Regions from separate parts of the Mus musculus genome. Here all the other regions are linked to region 1. Evidence: chromatin contacts called from public ChIA-PET data. All regions are on one chromosome and are shown on one strand. The core of a region is the stretch at or near the end of the contact, and the rest is flanking DNA. Distances in the headings are between cores, read along the strand shown. Region 1 holds the start of Ccndbp1 (cyclin D-type binding-protein 1). Region 2 overlaps Ubr1 (ubiquitin protein ligase E3 component n-recognin 1). Region 3 overlaps Ubr1 (ubiquitin protein ligase E3 component n-recognin 1).

Region 1 (4,990 bases), core at 851-3,350:
ACTGTATATATCTGTATTACAGTATAACTGTATTGCAGTAGGGACTTCAACATAAATCATGCCTACCTTTAAGGTAAACAAAAGGACAGGCAAATACACAGTTAACTATAGGTCAACTGTTCTCTAACAAAGAGTATGATCAATGCATTAAAAATCAGGCATATGCTGGGTATGGTGGTGCAAACCTTTGATCCTAGCACTCAGGAGGCAGACATGTGGATCTCTGAGTTCGAAACCAGCCTGGTCTACAGAGCTAGTTCCAGGACAGTCAAACAGAAACTTTGTCTCAAAAAAAAAAAAAATCAGACATATAAGAGTTGGAACATAGCTCGGGAGTAGAGTGTTTGCCCACTGTATGCAAATTCCTGAGTTCTATCCTCATCTTCCACCCTCAAGAAAAAACCGACATCTAAACTAAAGACATATTAGTAGAAGTTACTAACACTGAGACGCAACCCTTCCCAGGGCAGGGCATGGTGGTAAGTTAATGGCTCTGTCTCCTTTTTCCTAGCTGGTGTTCTTTAACATCCCCTTGATGGCTTACGTATGCTGGAGTTTGCTACATCGCTGCTTTGGTCACAGCTTCAGGTCTCATCTCCACCAGGGAAAATACTGGAAGATTATACCTGTTTACCTACTTATACTTCTACTGTACATATGGCAGGTTTATTCTTGCTACTTTCTTCATGTGACATATGGCTCCCTAGCCTTTACATTCTCTCCATTGAGGACCTGGTTGACATTGCTGACACCTGTGCTCATTTACCGTGTGTGGACATTGAACTCCACTGAACTTGGAATATTCATGGTGCAGTTAAAAAGTCATCTGAGCTCCTGAAGTCCATGGCTTACAGCTAGCAGCCTGGAAGAAGTCCAGCCTCCACATTTGTGGCTCAGATCTCTGCCCTGTGGCAGATGGGAAAGCCAGTATCAGTGGGTGAGCTTCAGGAAGCAGTCACTCCTTGGACATCTGAATGTTGGAAATGTTTACTACTGATTCTTGCTGTGTGGACTGCAGAAAAGTCTAACAATTGATTCTTCCTCAGGAGGCAAAGAGCCCTAATCAAGAAGATTGCCACAGTGGGGTCTCTGTGTCACTGTGTCCCTTGGTACTACTGTGTTTATTAGGGTCATCCTGTGAAAAGCATCCAGCCCGAACTTGGAGTTCAGGATGTCATTTTCTGCCTAGGGAGCCTGTGGAAACTTGTCCTGGACCTTTACTGCTCCTGAGACTTGACTTCCCAGCCTGTTTCCCCACCGATCATGGGCTTTCTGCTTCCTTAGCCAAGGTTGTTTTCAACTAATCAAATAAATGAATGAATGGTAGCCATAAACAATGGGTTGGAGAGATCAGTGGTTAAGAGCATGTACTTTACCTCCAGAAGACCCGAGTTCAATCCCTAGCAACCATGTCAGATGCTCACAACTGCCTGTAACTCTAGCTCCAGGCCAGAGCCACTGTGGGCACCTACATTCATATGTGCACAGACTTACATGTGATTAAAAAATAATAAAAGATAAGTATTAACAAAGAAATATCACAAACGGATCTGCAATGTTGATAAACATATGGGAGCCAGAAAGTGGGCCTGGTTTGGGGGCTTGGAGAAAGAGTCACCAGGGAGCTGGAGTCAGCAGTTAAGAGTGCTGGCTGCTCTTCCAAAGGTCACAGGTTCGATTCCCTTCACTCACACAGTGTAACTCCGGGTCCTGGGGATCTGATTCCCTCTCTGGCCTCTGCAGGCACTGCCACGGACATATTTACAGGGGAAAAGCTCAGTTACATAGAAGAGTGGCCAGGTCTCTAGTAGGTCAAAAGATGCCTGGCTGGGTCTTTTGAGTGGCCTAGTGTCATGGAGGGAGGGGTAGTGGGGTGTAGCCAGGGACTGGAAAAAGTCTCTAGATCTGCGGGGAGGGCAGGTGAAGGAGGCGTGGCTGGGTCTCCAGGCCGGGCCAGCGGGGAGTGGGCAGGTTTCCAGTGGGGAGGCGTGGTCTTGTTCCTGAGTGGGCGGGTCTCTGGGGGTGGGGGGAGGCGTGGACGGATGGCCGGGCTGTCTGGGAAGGCGGGGTCGCTACACTGAGAAGGAAGGGGCGGGACGCGCTGTGTGTTGCCGGAAACGAGATGAGTTTTTCAGCACCGGAAGTACTGCGGCGGGGCCAAATGGCTTAAGCGTCTTAGCTGGTTCCCAGAGAGAGCCTGCGATGGCGAGCTCGACAGCCGCAGTCCCCTTCCTTGCTCCGCCTCTGGAGCAGCTCCGGCACTTAGCAGAGGAGCTACGGTCACTTCTGCCTCGAGTACGGGGTGAGTTATGGGAATCTGCATCCCGGGCTCCGGGTAGGGATGTAGGGCATCAGGTCAGGGCTCCTCTCACCTGTCTTTTGCTTTCGGGGTGATCCGGCCTTCCTCAAGTCGGCGAAGCCCAGGAGACAGCGGAGGAATTTAATCGAGAAATGTTTTGGAGAAGACTCAGTGAGTGTCTGCCGTTGCGGGCTCTTCCCTCATCTCCCTGCATCCTAACCTTCCCTCTGCTGTCCCCTGAGATGACAATGTCTCTGGTCCTCATCCCTTCTCCCACCCATTCTCCGCACTTGAAGCAGAAATATAAAACGATTTCTGGAGTTGTTTTGGAGATGTTGATTAGGGTGGAAAAGGGACGCGTTATCTAAAAAGTCCAAGTAGTAACTTTAACCTTTTAACACTAACTTTGGCCCCCTGCCGCCTCTGACACCCCCAGATGAGGCAGCAGTGAAAGTGAACGGGGAAGCCACTGTTCTGACAACGCACTTCTCTAAACTTCCATGGCCATCTCCACAGGTGAGCTTTGCTTCCGGAGGGTTATTTTCTCCTTAAGAATCCTCCCGTTTTCTTACCCTTCACATTCAAGCCACACTTATTTCCCCCACTTAGCAAGCGAGGTTACAGTTCTTACCACATGGGATTGTTGTAAATAGCCAGGTGCATAGGGTTAGAAAGGTCTTCTAAATTTAGGCTGAAACTCAGCCAGGTTAGTTCCTCTTAACTTTCAACTTTCCTTGTTGATTTATAGCTGTTTCACATACATATTCCCCATCTGACCAATGAGTAAGCAGGTTTAGAGGCTCAGGTCAATAAATAGCAGAGGAGGAGTTAAATGTCTTTGCAGTATCTAAGCAGCACCTGTTATATAAAACCCTTTAGTGTTAAGATGTTGCTGTTGCTGCTGGTGGTACACACCTTTAATCCCGGCACTTTAAGGAGGCAGGGGCTGGCTGCTCTCTTGAGTTCAAGACCAGCCTGGTCTACAGAGCAAGTTCCAGGACAGCCAAGGCTGTCCTTCTTTTTGTAATGCTTTTTATAATTGTCAGGTGTCTACCTAATTTCTTTCTATTGTGTGGTGAGTACATTATAAGACCTGACTCATGACGAGTTTTCATAAAAGATTTAACCATGCTCTATAGATGTTTGGTCTCTTCCTTAGTAAATGAGTTGACAGCATTGATGTTAAACATTCTTTCTGAATTTGGTCCATCACCTCATAGGAAACCCAGAGGATCTGTGAGCAAGTCCGTATTGCCATCGAGGAAATAATTATAGTGTATTATTCACTTCCTAAGGACCAGGGTAAGTGACCGTACACGGTAGTGTTGTATTCATGGGCTAGGGCTTTGCTAAGGTAGTAGACTATATCCTGACATGTAAACATTATATGTTTATCTTCAGGGTAATATTATATATTTATACGTAAGTATATTATCCATGTTTGTTTCTCTTCATTTTGAGCATGTGACTTTCCTGTGAAATAAAATCGAAGATAATTTTATATGTGAGTGAGTTTTGTGACACTCCCTTATGTGAAGGTACAGATGCTATGTAACTGTGACTTTCCATCGTGTGTGTGTGTGTGTGTGTGTGTGTGTGTGTGCAGGTACACACATGGGCTCTCTCCTTCTACCGTGGGTTCCTGGGATTCAACTCAGATCATCAGGCGTGTGCAGCAAGTGCTTTTACCTGCTGAGCCATCTCAACTGGCTGTTACATTTTTTTTTTTTTATTTTATGGGTATGGGTGCTTTGTCTGCATGTGTGTCTGTGTACCACATGTATGTGGTCCCTGCTGAGGTCAGAAGAGGGTGTTGGGTCCCCTGGAACTGAAGTTACAGTGTGTGTGCTGCTGTGTGGGTTGTGGAACTTGGCCCTGGGTCCTCTGGAAGACACTAAGTTCTCTTCAGTGCTGAGCCATGTCTTCAGCCCCTCAACTGACCCTTTATAAAAAAAAATCATCTATTATTTGTGTCTGTGATGTATGAAGTTGCACGTGTTCATTCAGGTACTTATGCATGTGTATATGAGTACACATGGAGGCCAATGTCTTGTGGTTTTGGAGTTCACTGATTCCCCAGGGAGCCTCCTAGCTCTGCTCTCCCTGCACTGGCATCATGGGAACACTTGAGTGTGTCGGCCTTTCTCACGTAGGTTCTGGGAACTGAACTCAAGACATCATGGTTATGTAGCTGGCATTTTCCCAAATATGCCGTCTTTTCAGCTCCTCATTCCTCTTCTTTTTTTTTTTTTTTTTTAAATTAGGTATTTTCCTCGTTTACATTTCCAATGCTATCCCAAAAGTCCCTCATACCCACACCCCCAAGTTCCTCTTCTTTTTAGTCCATTCTAATTCCTACATTTGTTTGCTGGATCCCAGCTCCATACCCATACCCAGGCCATCCCGACCCTCCTCCACCTAGCATTACATCATAACCTATTGCAAACCCCTTCACAAGTTAGCATACCCTGGCCCATAGATTTATGGCGTCACTGAAGCTCTACAGAGAGAATCAATGAAAGCATAACATAGTTTATCAGGGTTACTAACACATGCTTTACACGGCCAGTGTTTTGCTCACAATTATCAAAGGGCCGGCATCCTTAATGAATGAATACAATTGGAAAGACTTGCTCCAAAACTGTTGGAGAACAGCTCTAGGCAGTGGCAAGAGGGTCAATAAAATGACCT
Region 2 (4,990 bases), core at 1,537-4,036, 120 kb before region 1:
AAAAAGACACAGAGTAAAAGAGACAGATATTAGGTAGGCATAGACAGACAAGTCAGAAAACATAAGCTACAGGCAAATTGAAGACACAGGGAGAGAAGTGGAGAATTCTACTTGGGCTCAATTTTGGTTAAATTAATCCCAGGGGAAGTGCTGAATTTCCTTTCTTTGTGTGACAGTGGCACATTTTAGTGCCTCTGGGGATACCATTAAGTGGGTTTAATTGACAAATACTACAAAGTATTATCTCTTAAATTTGATCAGTCTCTAATGAAAACTAGGGAGGAAAATGTCTGGCAAGGAACTGAGATCAAGGAGTTAAGGCATTGCTATGCAGCCCAGGCTGGTCTGGGAACTAAAAATGTTCCTATTCAACCTCATAAGTGCTAGAACTACAGGTATGAGCCATCATGCCTGACTAAAAACAGTTTTGTATATAAAAACAAGAAAACAAATTGCATGGTTTTACTTTTATCTGTGTGTATAGGTGTGTGCAGAGGAGATATGGAAGCCAGAGGCCAACCTTGGATGTCCTAAGGTGCTGTCCACCCTGTTTTTCTGAACTAGGATGTCTCATCTGGTCCTATGGCTCACCAATTAGGCTAGGTTTGCGGGCCAGCCAGCACCTTGAATCTGCTTGTCTCTGTCTTATTGGTGCTGGTATGAAATTTCCATACCACAATGCCTAATTTTTATGTAGGTGTTGGAGAACAAAATCAGGTCCTCATATTTGCTTGGTAAGTATTCTACTAACTGAGCCACTACAACTATTGTTTTAAATTTTTAAAATTTATTTCAGTGTGCATGTGTGTACGTACAAGTGTATGCACATGCTTGTAGGTATATTCATCTGTGTGTAAAGGCAGAGGCCAGAAAAGGATGTATGATCTCTTCTTCTATCAATCTCTGCCTATTCCTTTGAGACAGTTTCCATCTCAACCGAGGGCTAACATTTTCTTGGCTCACCTGGACCAGCAAACCCCAGTGATTTTCTTGTCTCCACTCCTATCCCATCCTCACCCCCAAAGCTGGAGATACAGATATCCGAGGCATGCTTGGCTTGTTACTTGGGTACTGGTATGTAAGCTCCACTCTTCATGATAGCAGAGCAGTCTTAACCATTGGGCCATCTCTCCAGCCTCAACAAAAACTAAGGATAAAAAGTTTCTCCTCTGACTAATTTCTTATATTTTTGGTTGTGGGCCTAGCCTTTAATGGCTGAGCCATCTCTCCAGCCCTCATACTAATTTCTTAACCTCAACTTCAATATTCTAAGTAAGTAGCATAAATATTATGATTTTTGGATACAAGACTGAAATAGGTTCTCATATTGGCTATTTGTTACAGGGAAGCAGTTTAACTTTTCTAAGTCTACAGTATTTACAGATTGCTGAGGAATTTATTAACAGACTTTTGAAGGATTTATATTAGGTGTGGCATATAATAACCATGAAGTGTTCTTTTTATGCTCTATCTTAAACTAAAATGATCACAGGCTTTTGTGACTAACAGGCTGAGTGTCTGTGGTGGTTTGAATGTACTTGGCCCATGGGAAGTGGCACTGTTAGAAGGTGTGGCCTTGTGGGAGGAAGTAAACCTTTATCGGGGTGGGCTTTGAGGTTCTGTGCTCAAGGTGCCAAAGAGAGCCTCCTCCTGACTGTCTGCAGAGGTCAGTTTCCTTCTGGCTGCTTTTGGATCAAGATGTACAACTCTCAGCTCCTTCTCCAGCACCATGTCTGCCTGCATGCTGCTGTGCTTCCTGCCATGATAACTGACTGAACCTCTGAAACTGTAAGGCAGCCCCAGTTAAATGTTTGCCTTTATAAGAGTTGCCTTGGTCATGGCTTCTCTTCACAGCAATGAAACCCCGACTAAGCCAGTGTCCTTGACAAGTCATTTGCAATCTCTAGGTCTCATTTCTTTGTGTTAAAATTTTTCACTGGGTAGTGGTGGTGCATGTCTCTAATCCCAGGACTCAGAAGGCAGAGGTAGGGGGACCTCTGTGACTTTGAGGCCAGCCTGGTCTACAGAGTGAATTACAGGACAGCCAGGACAGAAAAACCCTGTCTCAAAAAATTTTTTTTTAATCTTTTTTTCGGGGCTGGTGAGATGGCTCAGTGGGTAAGAGCACTTGACTGCTCTTCCGAAGGTCCGGAGTTCAAATCCCAGCAACCACATGGTGGCTCACAAACATCTGTAACGAGATCTGACTCCCTCTTCTGGAGTGTCTGAAGACAGCTACAGTGTACTTACATATAATAAATAAATCTAAAAAAATTAAATGAATAAAATAAAATTAATAAAAAAAATTTTTTCAGCAACACTTAAAAAAATAAGAAAAAAAAGATTTATTTATTGATTGATTGATTGATTTAATGTGTATGAGTACACCATTGGTCTCTTCAGACACACCAGACCCCATTACAGATGGTTGTGAGCTACTATGAGGTTGCTGGGAATTGAACTCAGGACCTTTGGAAGAGCAGTCAGTTCTCTTAACCCCTGAGCCATCTCTCCAGCCCTCAGCAACACTTCTGATAATGCAGTCAGTAGCATTATCTATATACCTATCTTATTTTCTTTCTGGGATTACAAACTGCTTTACGGTCAGGACATTTAAATAATGTCCTAATCCCAGTCCTGAGATTTGTTCCTTTCAGTGACTGGAATACTCTCTCTCATCATCAAATTTTTCTTACAAGCAGTTCTAAAACTTTACCCCAAAGTTACTATAAATATTTACTTTAAAATTTCTTTGAAGAGTGGAGTGTGGTTAGCACAATCTTAGTCCTTGGCAACCCGTGACAGGAAGATGACAGGAAGTTTGAGTTCCAGGCCAACCAGAGCTACAAACTGAGATCCTGTCTCAAAAATAAAATTAAACTCCATTAGAGCGACAAGTTAACTGTAGCGTGCTTATTCTTCATTTTATCGATTGCTCATTGCCCTCTTTCCCCTTCTGAAGTGTTGGTGATCAAACCTATCCTTATGTATGCTGGCGCAGTGAGTTACATCACCAGTTCTTGCACCTTACTAGTTCACAATCATGGGTATTATGCCTACTCCTCACTATAAGTGAGGATGATAATTTTCTCAAAGACAGTGATCATTCATTCAATCATTCATTCATTTATGTGTATGTACACATCTGTGTGTTGCAAATAATTTCTGTGATTGTATGACATTTGGACTTCTGGGACCTTCAGAGGGTATATAAATGCTAGGGGCCCAGTAGATGGAGTCAGTGGTCAATGGTTGTTGATCCATTCAGGGGGATTGGTTGCAATTTGTTACTAGTCATGCTCAAAGAAGAAACAAAGGAAAGGAATTAGATTCAAGAATATCTTTCTCTCACCTACCCCCATCCTTTTTTCTCTCCTATCTAGTGATGGGGGTGAAGCAGGGGGATAAAGGATAGGAGGAAAAAAAAAGAACGTGCAAAGTAGCAAAAACTGCTACAATCAATAATTCAGCCAGCCAGAACATTAATGAAAAAAATTATTTAAAAATATGATTTCCTTAAAAAATTTCATTAAAAGTCCCTCTCAAAATAACCTTAAGTAGAAAAAGTCTCCATTAGTCAATTAAAGGGCACAAGTAAACTGACTAGTTTATAATATAGCCCTGGCTATCCTGGAACTTACTTTGTAGACCAGGCTGGCCTCGAACTCAGAAATCTGCCTGCCTTTGCCTCCCAAGTTCTGGGATTAAAGGCGTGTGCCACCACGCCTGGCGATTTATCAACTCTTATATCAAATAAAGAAGACTCAAAACCACAAACAGACAGAAGAGACAAACAGGGCTACTGCATATTAATAAAATTATCAAGAAGATGTAACAAGTATAAATTGAAGTTTGTTTGTTTTATTTATTTTGGTGCATCAAGACAGGGTATCTCTGTTTAACAATCCTGGCTGATTTAGAAATTTCTTTGTAGACCAGGTTGGCCTCAAACTCACAGAGATCTGTCTGCCTCTGCCTCCTGAGTGCTGCCCAGCTCCAAAAGTATATAAAAATATATATATTTATATATATATTCACGCATACTTTTGGAGACAGAGTCTCTCTGTGTAGCATTGACTGTCCTGGTTCTCACTTTGCAAACCAGGCTGGCCTTGAACTCATCAAGATCTGCCTGTTTACGCTTCCCAGGTGCTGGGATTAAAGGTTTGTGCTATCACAGACTCAGACAAAAGTATACATTTTAAAATAACATTGCAATCCTTAAAGGGTAGCTGTGCATCAGCTTCTTTGGCAAGTCTGCTGTAGGGAATTGGTCTTCTTGAGTGAGTGTTTATAATCAGTACAGTATGTCATCTCCTAGATGAAATATACTGTCATAAAAGCAGACAGGTGAGCCAGGCGTGGTGGCGCACGCCTTTAATCCCAGCACTCGGGAGGCAGAGGCAGGCGGATTTCTGAGTTTGAGGCCAGCCTGTTCTACAAAGTGAGTTTCAGGACAGCCAGGGCTATACAGAGAAACCCTGTCTCAAAAAACAAAAACAAAACAAACAAACAAAAAAAAGCAGACTGGGCTGGTGAGATGGCTCAGTGGGTAAGAGCACCCGACTGCTCTTCCAAAGGTCAGGAGTTCAAATCCCAGCAACCACATGGTGGCTCACAACCATCCATAACAAGATATGACTCCCTCTTCTGGAGTGTCTGAGGACAGCTACAGTGTACTTACATATAATAAATAAATAAATATTTAAAAAAAAAAAAAAAGCAGACAGGTGAATTCTTACATAATAATTAAAAGAAGTCCCTACCTGACAGGAGCCGAGCCAGATGTTTGTGTATCAGGACCTGAGGGCAGGTAGTCCTCTGTGCAACTGCAAACTGCATTAGCGCCTTCAGACCGTTATGCTAGATTGAGAAAAAGGTAAGATAGAATGATAGAAGATGACCGTTAGGTCAGGATGATAAGTAACCAATCCTAGCCTACTATATACTAAGGCATTATATACTTTATCGAATACTCACAGTATTTTAT
Region 3 (4,990 bases), core at 1,694-4,193, 69 kb before region 1:
GGAAAACAATGCAGATTATGGTTGATTTCTCCTATTTTTTAGATAGCCATCAATGTGGTAACTATACATTAAAAAATAAAAATATGATTATGAGCTAGGTCTGTTAGTGTACCCCTTTAGTCCCAGCACATGGGAGGTAGAGGCAGGTAGATCTCTATGAGTTCCTGGTTTACATACAGCCTGGTTTACATAGCAAGGTCCAGAATTTCCAGGACTACATAGAGGGACCTTGTCTTGATGATTGATGATGATGATGATCGTGTAAGATAGCTCAGCAGGTAAAGGCGCTTGCCAATAAGCCAGATGACCTGAGTTCAATGTTGAATACCAACATGGTTTAAGAACTAATGACTCCTACAAGTTGTCCTCTACTTTCACATACCGCATATGCTGTGTGATATTCTCTGTCTCATGTGCGCACGCTCTCTCTCTCTCTCTCTCCCTTCTCTGTGTGTGTGTGTGTGTCACACACACACACACACACACACTCACATACCAAAATAACAAAAACAAAAAAAACAAATAAATGTAATAAAAATACAATCAGCAGGACTTTATCAAATAGTTGAAATGTGCTAGTTATTATTTCTTAGAGACAAAACAAAAACCAAAAAAACCAAACCAACATTCATTAAAGGTTAAAAACAAAAGTCACGCAAGTCATGAGAACTATCACTTAAAATGTAGTCCAGAAAACAGCACCACCTTTGTAGAAACAGCTCTTGCACTCTAGTCGGGCAAACTGAGTAAGAATCTTCAATTCAACAACTCTTTGGATAATTTCAAATGTTCTGACTGACACAGGTTACATTTACATTTCTAGTTCATTCCCGAGTGCTGAGCTAACAATTAAGGATGCAAGGGGCAAGAGAAGGAAATGGAAAAGAAAAGGGTCTACAGCAAGACGGACAGGTAGCAAAAATAACAGCGAAAGGAAAGGATGGGGTGACTTGTTTTGATCTGCTACACTTTCCAGAAATGGGACACAGAAACCAGTTAAAATAATAAAAGGAACATTCCTTAATAGAAGCAAAGTTTAAATAAAAAATTTCGACTTTCTATTTCTTTTTGTTGTTGTTGTTGTTTTGTTTTTGTTTTTCGAGACAGGGTTTCTCTGTATAGCCTTGGCTGTCCTGGAACTCACTCTGTAGACCAGGCTGGCCTCGAACTCAGAAATTTGCTTGCCTCTGCCTCCCAAGTGCTGGGATTGAAGGCATGTGCCACCACGCCTGGCGACTTTCTATTTCTATATAAGTTAGAAATTAGGAAGCCACATACCCCATCAGATACCTTCCAGACTTGAGTGACAAAATCAAACTGGGGTTTGTCCTTTAGAACAAAACAGGTGTTAGTCCCTCCCTGTGAGACCTTACTGGGTGCATTGCGGTTGGGGGACTATGCTCACTTCATGACATACAAATGATTCTCCGGGTTCAGCAGAAAGGAACATTAATTCAGAAAAGACTTTGCAGCTATGATTGCTGTCTGCTTCTTCATGTCAAATAACAATTGAATTGTTTTTTTCTAAATGGACAAGGGGAGCTAGAGCCAAATAAGGAAAGCCACAAAAGGGACAAGATTTCAAGAAGTTTGCTAGTGCTCAGAAAAGGCTACTCAGAACTGGGATTCACTCTTAGAGAGCTAAACTTCCCTTAGGCAATGTCAACAGAGCACCACACACACACACACACACACACACACACACACACACACACACACACACACACCCCAAGGGGTTTGCTTTATATTTAGGTGTAGTCAGGTAAGTACAGTAAGTGGCTAGACTGCAGAGACCTAAAAGAACTTATAGATACGTCAGTATTTGTAGCAATTACTGATTTAAAAGCAGCTTTTGTGAAAAACTGAATTAACACATATATAGAAAATAAGGCATAACTGCAGAATGTATATTAAGAAGCAGAAAACAGGGCTTCGTGACTATTTCTTAAACTCCATTTCTGAGTACTGTTTTGGTTTCAGAACAGGTTTCATTGTTGTTTTCTATGCCCTCTGTGGGGATACATGATGTCCTAAAAGGACTACGAGCAGTACAGATAAATAACAGACAGGCTGAAACTCCAGGTCCACCACGCAGGAGCTCTGTAACCTACAAGTCACGATTACCTACTTTATAAGAATGCTGCAATATTCAAATAAAGTTAATATAAGCCAAGTTCTTTACCACATGAGAACTACTAACACATTTCACAGCGCCCGTTTGAGAGTGACCCGTGTTTTTGAGCAGGTTATTTAAGCTGTGTTAGTTTTGTCTAAAATAACTCAGTTATGAGACTATTGCAGTGACTACATTTTACCCTGTGAGGTAGACCATGGCTCATCAATGAATCAACACGGACATTTCAAATACAACCACTAGGAAGTTCTATTCTGAACAATGTGACTTACATACAGTTTGACAAAGGAACAGATCCGAATGGCCATGCTAATCACTACTGGGCTTACCCACCTTCAGTATTTATATTAGAGGTGTGATTTCCTAAATTTAACAATTTAGTAAACTCTAAAGAAAAAAACTTGTAGACACAATGACATTTTGAAATAAAAGATTTTGAGATAATCTTGAAAATCAAGAATTGGTAATATCAAGAATCTACTGTAGTTTCCAGAAATCTGTTCATTTATTTTTTCCAGGGCTGAGAATCAAACCCAGGGCTTTGGGTATTTTAGGCAAACACTCAACTACTGAATCTACTTAACTACTAAACTCCTCACCCCACTTTTTAAACAGACTAAATTATTTTTAAGTTGGACTAGAAGCCCATTTCTTTACGGTTGCGGGATATTTGATCATATTGTGAACTCTAAGACTGTTTACAAGAAAAACCTGTTTTCAGTTGTGGTGTGGCTCAACCTTAGCTCACACCTTTAATCCAAGAGCTTCCTCTTTGAATGTTGTACACAGGACTAAAAAGTCAACCATAGGTCAAGAGGTGGAGCAAACAACCAGATGACAGGAAGTGAACATAGGATTAATAAGAAAAACCATAGAAAGTAAGGGGAGGTCAAAAGGACCGATAGAGAGATGCACAGGAAATAGAAGGGAGGGTAGTTCAGCTTGAAGGAACTTTTTAGAGAGGGCCTGAGAGGAGATATTAGTTCTGGTATCAGCTGAGGAGGAAGGTGAGCTGGCTGCTTTCTCTGCCTTTCTGAGCTAGCAGGCTTTTACCCCAGATTTTGACTCCTGAGTTTTCATTGGTAAAATGGAGAGATTGAGAATGTTTTTAAAAAGCCAACCAACAACGTTTACCTTCCTTATTATGCACAGGCATTAGAAGTAGGTAAAACTTGTTTCCAGTCATATGTGACTGGGAGCATTAAAAAAATTGTGTGTGTGTGGCTGTGGAGGCCATGGAGCTGGAGTTCCGATTGCATGATGTGTGGGTGCTGGAAACCAAGCTTGGGTTCCTTGCAAGAGAAACAAATGCCCTTAATTGCTGAGCCATTTCTCCAGCCCCATCTTAGGGCTTTTTTAAAAACAGCAAACTAAGTACATATTTTATTCTAATATATGCTAAAAGAAGTTCTTTGATGTCCATGATTTATTAAATAGTTGATCTATCAGAATTTTTATAACATTCACCATTTCTAAAGTAAATGAAAATTTATTTTAATGATCAGAACAGTTCTATTATGTGATTCTAATTTTAGTTTAAGATTTTTTAAAATTATTTTTCAATGTGTATTGGGTGAGTGTGCATGTGTTTGCACACATGTCTGCAACTGCCTGTAAAGACCAGAGAGACAGTGAGATCCCTGGAGCTGGAGTTAAAGATGGTTTTGAGTCACCTGATGTGGGTAGTAGGAACTGAACCCAGATCTTCTGCAAGATTAGTATGTGCCCGTAAACACTGAATGATCTCTCTATCCTGCAAATTTTAGTTTGTTTGTTTTATTGAATGTATGACTGCTCTGTCTGCATGCCAGAAGAGGGCATCACATCCTTTTATAGATGGTCATAAGCTACCATACCATTGCTGGGAATTCAACTCAGGACCTCTGAAAGAGCAGTCAATGTTCTTGACCACTAAACCATCCCAGCAGCCCCAAATTTTAGTTTAAAACAAAATTCTCAGTCATCTTCAGGGAGAAAAATTTAATTAAGGGAACTCTGATGAGTATCAAAAGGCTGGTATATAGGTGAAAAGGAAAGTAAAAAGAAAAATAAACAGATTATTAGACACTAAGAGTATATGAGGGGGACAAAGTCATGAAGTGTGTAAGTGAAGGGCAAGTGCAAAGCGTGGAAGTTACAGTGTGGAGCTGCACGGTGACCCACATGCAGTGACGGGCCTGTCCTCAGTCCTCAGCGCCATCTTTATGCCATTGGGTTATACTCAGTAAGACTTTGCTGAAGACATTTACAGAAGTCTTGTGTTACTCATGGGAGACTGACTCCATTCCCTAGATACTTAAAACAATAAAGTATTTGCAAGTAACCCATATACATCACAGGCAATTTAATACCTATACAAAGCAAATGTTCTATAGACAGCTGTTAGACTACAGTGTTTTGAAATAAATCAAGGAAAAAAACTGCACAAGTTCAGTACAGAACCGATCATCTTTTATTACTTCTGAGTTGTAGGCTGAGTCCCGGGATGCAGAGCCAACTGCATTAGCATATGGCAATTACAATTGCTTGTGCCTGCCATCAGGGTAAAGAGAATCCTAGTCAAGCAAGAGGATCAAATGTCTACTTAGACGACAGAGCAAGTAAGCACACTGTCTAGCAGTGCCCTCACCTTTGAACTCCAACCACTTACTTTAGGTCACATATAACTGCGTAGACTCTTCCCAGTTTGTCCTGGCTATAACCCTGGAAGTTGAATTTATTGTTCCTGTCCAAGTATTCAGGTAAAACTTCTAGCAGCGTTTCAGTAATGACAGAAATAACATTCTGCTCTTCAATAAGATGCCGGGCCTGTAGAATATTTCAAGAATATTGTCTTAGCATTATCTCACCATAGTA

Evidence for each region. ChIA-PET counts read pairs in DNA pulled down with a chosen protein or histone mark.
Region 2: an RNA polymerase II ChIA-PET map of memory CD8 T cells shows a contact between it and region 1, with 37 read pairs. The contact joins the enhancer-like site here to the promoter of Ccndbp1 in region 1. A contact is called at or near these places in 10 of 39 promoter capture datasets (the 3T3-L1 cell line, the C10 cell line, the HPC-7 cell line and 5 more), 6 of 484 Hi-C or Micro-C datasets (B cells, the HL-1 cell line, cortical neurons and 2 more), 3 of 115 datasets of contacts at active chromatin or transcription factors (effector CD8 T cells, embryonic stem cells and memory CD8 T cells) and 3 of 9 other capture datasets (adipose tissue, liver and pancreatic islet).
Region 3: a contact with region 1 is called in an RNA polymerase II ChIA-PET map of memory CD8 T cells, with 31 read pairs. The contact joins the enhancer-like site here to the promoter of Ccndbp1 in region 1. A contact is called at or near these places in 4 of 484 Hi-C or Micro-C datasets (cumulus cells, embryonic stem cells, frontal cortex and 1 more), 2 of 115 datasets of contacts at active chromatin or transcription factors (embryonic stem cells and memory CD8 T cells) and 3 of 9 other capture datasets (adipose tissue, liver and pancreatic islet).

The regions. Positions count from the first base shown.
Region 1 is chr2:121,006,308-121,011,297 of GRCm38.p6, forward strand. It overlaps Ccndbp1 (cyclin D-type binding-protein 1), which reads left to right and starts at 2,101. Exons shown (of 11, transcript NM_010761.2): 1 at 2,101-2,302; 2 at 2,411-2,470; 3 at 2,736-2,815; 4 at 3,520-3,601. The coding sequence starts at 2,203. Tmem62 (transmembrane protein 62) reads left to right here. Exons shown (of 14, transcript NM_175285.3): 14 at 512-1,536. The coding sequence ends at 838.
Region 2 is chr2:120,885,010-120,889,999 of GRCm38.p6, forward strand. It overlaps Ubr1 (ubiquitin protein ligase E3 component n-recognin 1), which reads right to left. Exons shown (of 47, transcript NM_009461.2): 37 at 4,767-4,863. Among named protein-coding and RNA genes, the nearest start is that of AV039307, 37 kb to the left of the region's middle. Within about 2 kb of position 2,787, at least 15 of the 459 cell types and tissues checked have an H3K27ac peak or open chromatin away from gene starts, as enhancers often do. A contact at or near this core is called in the HPC-7 cell line, effector CD8 T cells and memory CD8 T cells, where this site is marked.
Region 3 is chr2:120,936,183-120,941,172 of GRCm38.p6, forward strand. Ubr1 (ubiquitin protein ligase E3 component n-recognin 1) reads right to left here. Exons shown (of 47, transcript NM_009461.2): 12 at 4,785-4,942. Among named protein-coding and RNA genes, the nearest start is that of Ubr1, 32 kb to the right of the region's middle. Within about 2 kb of position 2,944, at least 6 of the 459 cell types and tissues checked have an H3K27ac peak or open chromatin away from gene starts, as enhancers often do. A contact at or near this core is called in memory CD8 T cells, where this site is marked.